Regions from separate parts of the Pan troglodytes genome. Here region 2 is linked to region 1. Evidence: chromatin contacts called from public HiChIP or PLAC-seq data. All regions are on one chromosome and are shown on one strand. Each heading gives the region's core, a stretch centred on a gene start, on an enhancer-like site or on the middle of the called end of the contact. The rest is flanking DNA. Distances are from core to core; before and after follow the strand shown.

Evidence for each region. HiChIP or PLAC-seq counts read pairs in DNA pulled down with a chosen protein or histone mark.
Region 2: an H3K4me3 HiChIP or PLAC-seq map of stem cell-derived excitatory neurons shows a contact between it and region 1, with 5 times the contacts expected there. The contact joins the promoter of LOC748709 here to the enhancer-like site in region 1. A contact is called at or near these places in 5 of 7 Hi-C or Micro-C datasets (blood, induced pluripotent stem cells, a lymphoblastoid cell line and 1 more), 1 of 1 datasets of contacts at active chromatin or transcription factors (stem cell-derived excitatory neurons) and 1 of 1 other capture datasets (stem cell-derived neural stem cells).

Annotation. Positions count from the first base shown.
Region 1 is chr6:102,070,761-102,075,159 of NHGRI_mPanTro3-v2.0_pri, forward strand. All of the region lies in intron 4 of CDK6 (cyclin dependent kinase 6), which reads right to left. Among named protein-coding and RNA genes, the nearest start is that of FAM133B, 110 kb to the left of the region's middle. Within about 2 kb of position 1,576, at least 13 of the 24 cell types and tissues checked have an H3K27ac peak or open chromatin away from gene starts, as enhancers often do. A contact at or near this core is called in induced pluripotent stem cells, stem cell-derived excitatory neurons, stem cell-derived neural progenitor cells and 1 more, where this site is marked.
Region 2 is chr6:102,208,767-102,213,399 of NHGRI_mPanTro3-v2.0_pri, forward strand. It overlaps LOC748709, which reads left to right and starts at 1,950. Exons shown (of 6, transcript XM_063815936.1): 1 at 1,950-2,225; 2 at 2,806-2,907; 3 at 2,971-3,225; 4 at 3,317-4,579. The coding sequence starts at 1,950. The coding sequence ends at 4,087. It overlaps CDK6 (cyclin dependent kinase 6), which reads right to left. Exons shown (of 8, transcript XM_003318579.6): 1 at 4,494-4,633; 2 at 1,103-1,705. The coding sequence starts at 1,335.

The DNA of each region.
Region 1 (4,399 bases), core at 326-2,825:
TCAGTGTACAAAATGTCTGTTCATAATCATTTATGTGCTCATCTACTTGCTGAAGATGATCTAAATATCGGCCATTTATTAGTCTCATCTTTAGTCATCTGTGAACACCATACAGTATAGGGGGTATGTGACTAGATGGACTAAGGGAAAGAGTCCTTGATTGAGATTTTGAAATCTGAGTTTTTGTTCCAGATATACTCTGGGTATTAGTTTTAAATAAATATTTATATCCAGATATACCTCTGGATATTAGTTATAAATAACCTTTGTATATTTATTACATTGCAAAAAAGTAATTTTATATTGTTAGGCCCTAGTTTCTCAACTACAAAATCAAGAAGTCACATTTGATTATTTCTAAAGTCTTTCCAACTCCAGAATCCTATAATTAGAATAAATAAATTCTACATGCTCAGTGACACCATCTGAACATTGCACTGTGTACCAATACATCCAGGTCAGTGATGCTGTTCACAGAAACTTGACATTTACAGAAATCAAACGTTAACCAAGAGGAAAACTGAAAGAACATTAATAATTACTCAATATAATTTGTGGTTCCATAAAGCAAAATTGGAATTCCAGAAGAGCCTGTGAAGAACCTTCAAGAGTTATTTAGCCTGAGTGGCAAAAGGCAAAGCCACATATCACTTATCAATGTAGCTACAGGCTAGAGAACAATCATGTCTGCATGTCATGTAACATGGGAGAGGCTGTTGTCTGTCTCGTGTTCTTTTCAAAATCAAGCATCATTGTTCAAACAGAAATGTGTAGTGATTGTGCTTCATTAGGTAAGCATCCAAATTTATTACAAAATATGCTCAGAGTGGCCATTTCAGAAGACATGTCTGTCTCTGAAATAGAAAATTATATATATATAAAAAGACCACAGCAAAAAGGAATGACATGGGATATAATTTTTCTGTTCCTACCTATTGAAATATATCTCTGGTTTGTGTCTTTAGAAATTACCAAAGAGAAAAAGATGATCTCAAATGACTGAAATTACTTATAGACAGAAGGATATTAACCTCCTACGACATATTAAAAAGTTTGGGAGGGAGAAATTTAAGCTACACATGATACCTCTGGAAATTCCATTCTGTTTCATGCAAATGATCAGTGAAAGTTATAATGATACAAAGTTATGTCAATAATAGACTTTTAAAGAACCAGGTATAAATGGCAGTGTAAATATACAAATCATCTTGGTTTTTTTTAAATATTACTAAACAAATATGATCCTAGGACTAAGGCAGAAATTAGGGGGAAAAAGTCTCATAGCTTCTTTGTTGGTGATTAAGGGACCCTGAAGTAAAAAAAAAAAAAAAAAAAAGAAAAGAAAAAAACCAACAAAAATCAAGAAGCAATGCTCAAGGTAATAAGTGCTTTCATGTTTCCAGTTCTCATATCTGAGGGCACTGGATCAAGCTAAAGGACAAAGAGATAAGGACAATATTGCAAGTTACAAACAAATGGCAGATAAAAGAGCTCTTCTGGGTTCTGATTAAGTGACAGCATTCTACACATTCTTTTGACTTGAGAAAGTCAGACTAAGAGCAGCGGCTAAGTTCCATGTGAAGCCCCGCTAAATAAGCGTATCTGCATGCTTTCACATTCTGGCAGGACAGGATTCCTCCCCTTTCATTGAACAGAGACATGTTCTCTGGGCTCACAGCAATAATGCGCCTCTGCTTCAACTTCCATAAAAAAGCATAAATGTATATGCTGAAAGCACAGAGAAGTTTTGTGCTTTGGGACGAGGTGGCTGGGAGCCAATGTTTACAATCCCCTGGGTGGGGAAGGCAGGCTGAAAGGCTCAGGACGGCAGGCTTTAAAAGTCTTTGCTGTTGCCGCCAGTGACCTTCGCCTCTGTTTTCAAAGCAGCTCTCACGTTAACCCCTTGGATTCTGTGTGCACTGGAGCTGCACAAAGGAAATACCTTTCTTTGAAGGACACCTCTCTCACGCACATCGGTTTCTGATTTCAGTTGGAGCAGCTCAGAAACACTGGATTAAGAAAGAAGCATGTATTCAATCTGCTGTCAGACCCACCGACATGTCAGCGGTATTGGATCTGGGTTTCGGAGTGTGCTCTGTTCTACAAAGTGAAAGTTTCCAGCTTTAGGCAATGGACTCAAGGTTATAAACCAGGGGATTGTGAAACATGAGCATATTTGGTCTCCAGGGGAGAAGGAAGCATCCAATTTATGCAGAAATGCTCTTTTCCCAGCTAGCCAATGAGAGGCGAGGCTACAAGAGTGGGCTTCCTATTGGGATCTCCTGACTAGAAGAATGGTGCTTAAAATTAAAGACAGGCTAAATTGCTAACAGGCCAACTTAAAAAGCAGCTGAAGAGAAAACACCAATTGTAAAAATGAAAAGGGAGTTTTCCCGTTATGAAATCAAAGCTGACCACATTTAGCTTATTATTATATGTTGTTGTTTCACGGGGAAAGAATTAATAATCTTTTATTCTTAATGCTAAGAAGATCCTACAAAATCTTACCATATATGTGTATTTCTTTAATAGTCTTTACTAAGTTACTCAAATGATGATATTCAAGAGTGGTATTATTTAAGGCCTCAAAATGTTTTCAGGACACAAGATTTACTTTGAAAAAACTGGTTTGATATGTCAGGAACCAGATCAAATGATTTACTTTGAAAAAACTGGTTCGATATGTCAGGGACTAGAACAAACGCTTTGGTCTATGAGAAATTTTGTGGATTTAAAGATGTTTGTCATCTAAACATTGATCATCATTGACAGTGTCACCCCTTTATTGAATGGACAGCATATGGAATCCTGGGGTCATGAATTGTGCAATTCTAATATTCAGAGTCTATGAACTCCTAACACATTTCCTGTCTTCAGGAGGATTAAGATTTCTGGAGAAGAAAATGAAAAGCAACATACACCAGAAAGTTTAACCGATTCGCAAAAAAGTCATTAAGTCTTACTAAAATCATCCAATCAAATATGAGACAGGAATGAGAGAGAGAATTTTCTCTTCACATTTGGAGATGAAGCCTGGCCTCTACGTTACCAGGCAGCCATCTATAATGTCATAAAGTACATGTATACTGTAGCTGGAAGTCATCTTAGGAATATTTGAGAGAACTGTTTTTCAGGACTAATAACTGGCTCTTAATAAGTGCTTCGGAAGACAGTTAATAACATTTCAGCTTCTCGAAGAATGCTTAATAGTAATCGTAACTATCGGCCTGGCTTTCATTACAGACCAAACAACCTGTTCCTTGTTATCTATTGTGGAAGTCAATGGTGATTAAGTAAATATATTTTACTCTAATGCAGAAACTGACTAGAAGGAATGTTTTGAGAAGCTCAAAGAAACCCCAGAGCTGCACAACAGAGAAGACATAGCCAAAGAAAAACAGCCGAAGTTTATCAAGGGTCTTCCGTACGCCTGGCACTTCACTAAGGACTTCACACATTTTATGTTACTTAAACATAAAAACTTGTGAGATAGGCACATAATTTTTTACCCATATTTTAGGTAAGATACTGATATTCAAACATGTTAATAACTACAGTAGTCCCACAACTAGCCACTTGTCAGAGATACAATCCAAATCCAGGTCTAACTCCAGAGTCTGCAAGTAACCACTGAGTATGACAACCATGCAGGCAGACAGCCCTCTACCACTGCAGAGAAGCCCCCGGGAAACATATTTCACAGCTCTAACCAATTGGTGTACATTGCAATTACTATTTTATTGGGGACTCCAAGGCATGTCAATCTTTTAAGAAGGAAGCTGTGTTCAGTTGGAGATTTTTCATCGTATTACTGAATTAAAAGTCACATATGACTTCTATCAGAGGTTAAGAAGCTGCAATACTTGGTTTCTGCAATAGATTTACTAACATTTATATATTAATTTCACATTTTAAATGGAATCTAAAAGTAGCAGATGAAATTATGCTATCACAAATTTTCATGTTTTACAAGCCAGTTGGAAAATGTTTTATTCACAGGCTACAGGATCCATATTCTCATCATTCCCAGCCTGGGCCCCTCACTCCTACCCAAAGCTTTTAAGATGTTGTTTCTTATTTGTCTCCATAAATGAATCTTGTCTTTAAAAAAAACTGCTGTGAAATCAAAGAAAATAATTGTTGCCATCTTTTACAGTAATGACATGTCACTTAAAAAGTTTTCAGCTTAGACTCCGTTTTCTGAAGCAGCTTCTATGAACTAATAACCTAACAGCTCTCCATGAACTTTAATTATTGCAGTAGAATTATTAGGCACCACCAGTTACAACTGAACTTCTCCACACACAGTATAAAGTTAAAACTGTACAAATGAAGCCAAAATATGCACAGCTAAAAGGAATGTTACAGGGGGGCCTCTCTTAGCGAACAAAGCAAGCTC
Region 2 (4,633 bases), core at 700-3,199, 140 kb after region 1:
CAGCGCACACAGTAGGCATGTATTTGTTGAACAGAAGCCCTAAATGGATGAGAAAAAAGATATTTCTGCTACACATTTTCTCAAGATCGAGAAAGGTAAAATCACAACCCAATTTGCAGAAGTTTCTAGGCATTCCTTTTCAATGTAAAGCTATGCATCTCTGTTTAAAAAAGAAAAGGATGACACAACCAAACAATGTCAACCACACAATGGGGAAATTCCAGGATCACTAAGAAAACACCATTATCCTAAGTCACACATTTTCATTTAATACTGGTTACCACACAGGAGAGAGTAAGAACTGCTGTCTCCCCACCCACTCGCACAATCCATCTGGGAAAAGCATGGGCAGAACATTTATGATCTAACCATACCACATCTTGGACTCACATTTAACCCTTTGGAGAATTAGTCTAAAGAGTATGTCCGCCCAGAGATATAAAGTAAAACAGACACAGGGATAACAGTTTTGGAAGAAATTTTTATGACGCTGTTTGAGATTGGGCATCAGCACTCAAACTCCTTAGACCACCAGGAGTCATTCTTACTACGCAACTTTAATAAAGAGAAACTGAGAGTATGACTGGCAAAAATATTATGATGTTTCTGCATCTTCTTAACCTGATTTACACTTGGCTCCACCCATAAAGTTCCCACTGATTATCACACGGCATCCTCATTCTCCAGTCTCACCTACTCTGTCTTTCAAAAATTCCCCAACGGCATGGCCAGGAAAAATATGCGGGGGCTAGCGGGGCATGTCTCAGGTTGGCTTATCCTGTCCCTAAAACGCACCCACCTCCCCCAGACCCTCCTTCAGGGTGGGCAGGGAGAAAACGCTTCTAAGTTGCACAGCTGCAGGGAAGCCTGCTCAGGTCATGTTTTTTTGACTTGTCTTTCGGCTCGCTGTCTGGCAAGGTCACCGGCTCTGGCTCGCAGCTCTGTCGACAAAACTTAACTCTCACTCTGTAAGACCAACAGGTCGCGCAGGACCTCCCCAGTCGCCCTCTGCCCCGCACCTTTCTGGGCCTGAGGATTCCCGGCTCGGCCCTCCCCGCGCGCGCGCGGCCCCAGATGGCGAGGGCGCAGCTCCCTGGCTCACCTGACCACGTTGGGGTGCTCGAAGGTCTCCAGGTGCCTCAGCACCGCCACCTCGCGGATGGTGGAGAGCGGCATGCCCTCCTCGCCGGTCTGCACCCGCACGCGCTTCAACGCCACGAAACGGCCTCCGTTCTTCAAGTCGCGGGCCTTGAACACCTTCCCATAGGCGCCCTCCCCGATCTCCGCCACGCATTCGTACTGCTGGTCAGCGCGGCACAGGCCGTCCTTCTCCATGCCGCCTGGACGCCGCCCGGCGCGGCGCCGCTGGGGCGGGCGGGGGGTGCGCTCAACTAGCTGGCGGCCGCCGCTCGCCTACTCCGGGGCTCCCCGGAGATCGGTCTAGCTTTACTTGCTCCCCGCCGGCTCAGGCGCTCGGGCGCTGGGGCTTTCGCCGCTGCAGAAGCTGGATGGAGAGACCTCCCCGCGGGGCTGGCGTAGCCCTGGTGCCGCCGCCGCGAAACTCCGCCTGCAGAGACGCCGCCGCCGCCGCCGCCGCCGGAGGAGCGAGCCGATCCCTCCTCTTCCCTCCTCGAAGCGAAGTCCTCAACACAGACACGATTACATAGCCTCTGCCCAAGCGCGTCTCAGTCCAGAATCATTGCACCTAAAGGAGGAGACGGGAGGATAAGAAGAAAGTGCAATCAGACAGCCCAGAAGCCTTCCTCGGGGTTCCTCCAGACTCCCCTCCTCCTCCTTTACGAAGCCTCCATCGCTACCCTCCGCGCGCTCCTGCCCTCTCCCAAGCCGCTTAATCCTTCCTGGTTCCTCCGAGAAAAGCGAAGTTACTTTTCTTTCCCTGCAGGGCTGAAGCCGTCTTCGCGCGGAGAGGTTGCAGGGGCCCCTCGGGGATGAGCGAGCGGCGCGGGACGCAGTGGAACGGGAGGGGGCGTGCCGAGCAGCCCAGAGTGTGCCGGGAGCGCGGGGGAGGGGAGGCGCCGGGCACGTCAATGTCACGGCTTAATATTTATCCCTATATCATTGTGTTGCGCCGCTACCCTCCCCGCCTCCTGAGGCCCGGACGTGCAGGGAGACGGGGTCCAGGGGTGCCGGAGGGCGTTCAGGGGTCGCGCACAAGCTGGAGCGGAAGGACTGTGGGTCCATCCGTGTGGGGCCGCAGAATGTGGGTGGGGGCTCCCAGGACCCTGTAACCCGATGCTGGGAGTGTGCGAGAAGGGGTGGTCAGACATCTGCTCAGAAATTGCTTTCTTTCTTTCTACTTTCAGTTTTTCTACGAGGAGACATTTAAAAACGACTCGCATACACAAATGGTCTTTTTGGGGTAAAGGAGTCTCGGTTGGAAACGGAATTCTCTCTCCGACTGGGAGGACCTCCCTGGTGGAAACCTTGGGAAGACCAGCCATCTGGTCGGGGAGGGTTGGGGCTAATGGGGGTGGGCGAGCGAGCGGTCCTGGGGGAGGGGAGACACCGTCCCCCACGGGATCCCAAGGGTGGGAGAAAGGGGTGTTCGCCACAATTTCGCTTGTCGTCTCCTTAAAGAATAACTTCAGGAAGGGGATAGCATAATCGCGCCTCGTCCTTAAGTTTTAAACTGATTTCGACCTGAGCAAAACTCAACCTCCCTTTCAAAGGGTGGGGGGGGGGGGGGGGTTAAATCCTGCGCCTCCAGGGGTGAGAGAGAAGGTCTCTGTCCTCGGGGCCCGGACTCGCGAACCTTTTCCCATTCCCAGGACCTCCCCGCTGTAGGTAGCAGAGGTGGCTGCCCCATTCCCCCTCCGGCTAAAGGCCCGGTCCAGTCTGCAGCCGGACGCCCCCGGAGCCCTCTGCACAACAAAGCGCCAGAGTAGGGTACCCTAACTTTCCCTCCCCATTCAGCAGCTATCTGGGACCTAGGGGGCCTCCCTCCTCCAGGGCCGCCGCGGCCTCGGCAGGACTTTCACCACGACGGCCGCATGTCCGGAATTCCCGGGGCACCTCGGAATTACCTGCCTCGCAACCGCTGGCCCGCTCGCCTTTTGCCAGGAATTAAACAAACGGCGCGACCCCCACGATGAGCGGGTGGAGCGGACCGCGGCGAGAGCAGAGCTTCTGGCACTCACTACATTCAGAACTTTCCTTAAAAGCCGAGGAAAGAGCCCCCAGGGACTGCCCAGGGGTCTGAGCCAGGTCGAGGGCCACACAGGTAGCCGGGGAGCCGCCGCCGGCCGTCCAACCCGCCTGTCCTGCGTCCCCCCAACCCCCTCCCGCTCGAGTCTAGCCCCGGGCTCCGCAGCGAAGGAAGCGTCGGGGACGTCCCACCCCCGCAGGGAACTGCGCCTGCTGCCCCCGCCGGGCCCCGCACTGCCCTGGCTCTCCCCCCACTCGCCCCCCAGACGGTCGGCTTCGGCGGAGAGAAACGGGAGCAGCAATGCCTTTTCCCCCCCTCTCCTCCACTTTTTTTTGTTGTTGTTGTTGCTTTCCCACGCTGGCTGAATGTGACTTGACCCCATTTCAAAAAAAGTTTGACATAGTGCTTCAACATTTCCGCATTCCTCCGCGACTACAAAGGCTGCAGCCGCCTCCTTCTGCTTTCTGTCTCTGCTCTCTGTCTTCACACTCAATGAAATCCTTCATGCGCCTCTCCCGAAGCCTGCCAAGCACCACAAGGGTCGCCACCAGCACAGCGACAAGAGGCCACACCGGGGACCGCGACTCCCGCGTGTGCGCACACGCAGATGCGCCCATATGCACACGGACGGGCGCGCTGCGGGGACCAGGACTGCTCACTGCGGGGCGTGTGTTTAACTCCAATATTTTAAATTATAAAAGTAAACTTGGAAACTACAGCAAACGTGCGTCTTCGCGGGGCTCCAAGCCTGGGCACTGGCCGGCTGCGTGCAATTTTCTGTGTATAACACGCCCGCAGGAAGCCTGCGTTAACATTTATCTCGTGGAGGGGAAGGTGGAGCCCACACCCACACCTCAGCGAGCTGGAGAGGGCGTTTTCGAGGGGGAAATGCAAGCACATTCTCCAGCATGGAGTCCCTAGAGGCAGTGCATTTTAAACCCTAAATGTGAATTATTATGTGAGTGTCCGAGTAGAGTTCCAGTTCCGTTTGGAGAAACTGTATGAGGAGTGTTCCGTGTGGGTGTGTGTGCGTACGGATACGTGGAAGCAGGATCTCGGTGTCGTGGGTGTCCCTAGGCTGGGATCTCCCCCTCTCATCAGATAAGGAGAATCCTCTAGCTCCCCAAAACTGGCCCCCATAACCAATCCCGTCTCAGTTCGTAAGGGGTTAACCAAAGCCGATTCCAAGGAAACACAGGCCCCCCCACCCCCCGCCACCCTCCACTTACCCCACCCACAGTTCTGCCTCGGACCCCGGCCAATCCCCCAGATCTCCCCCGGGACCCCCCACCCCGCAGCCCACCCACCCGAGCGCACAGCTCCTCACCTGAGGGGCCCAGTCGCGTCGGGCCTCCCGAGGGGGCTGCGAGTGTCAGTCGGCTCTCCGCACGTGTCCGCGGCCTCGCGGAGCAGGTATTCAGACTCTGGGGAAGGAGTTACCAGCACTCTCTCCGGCGAGGGGGTGGG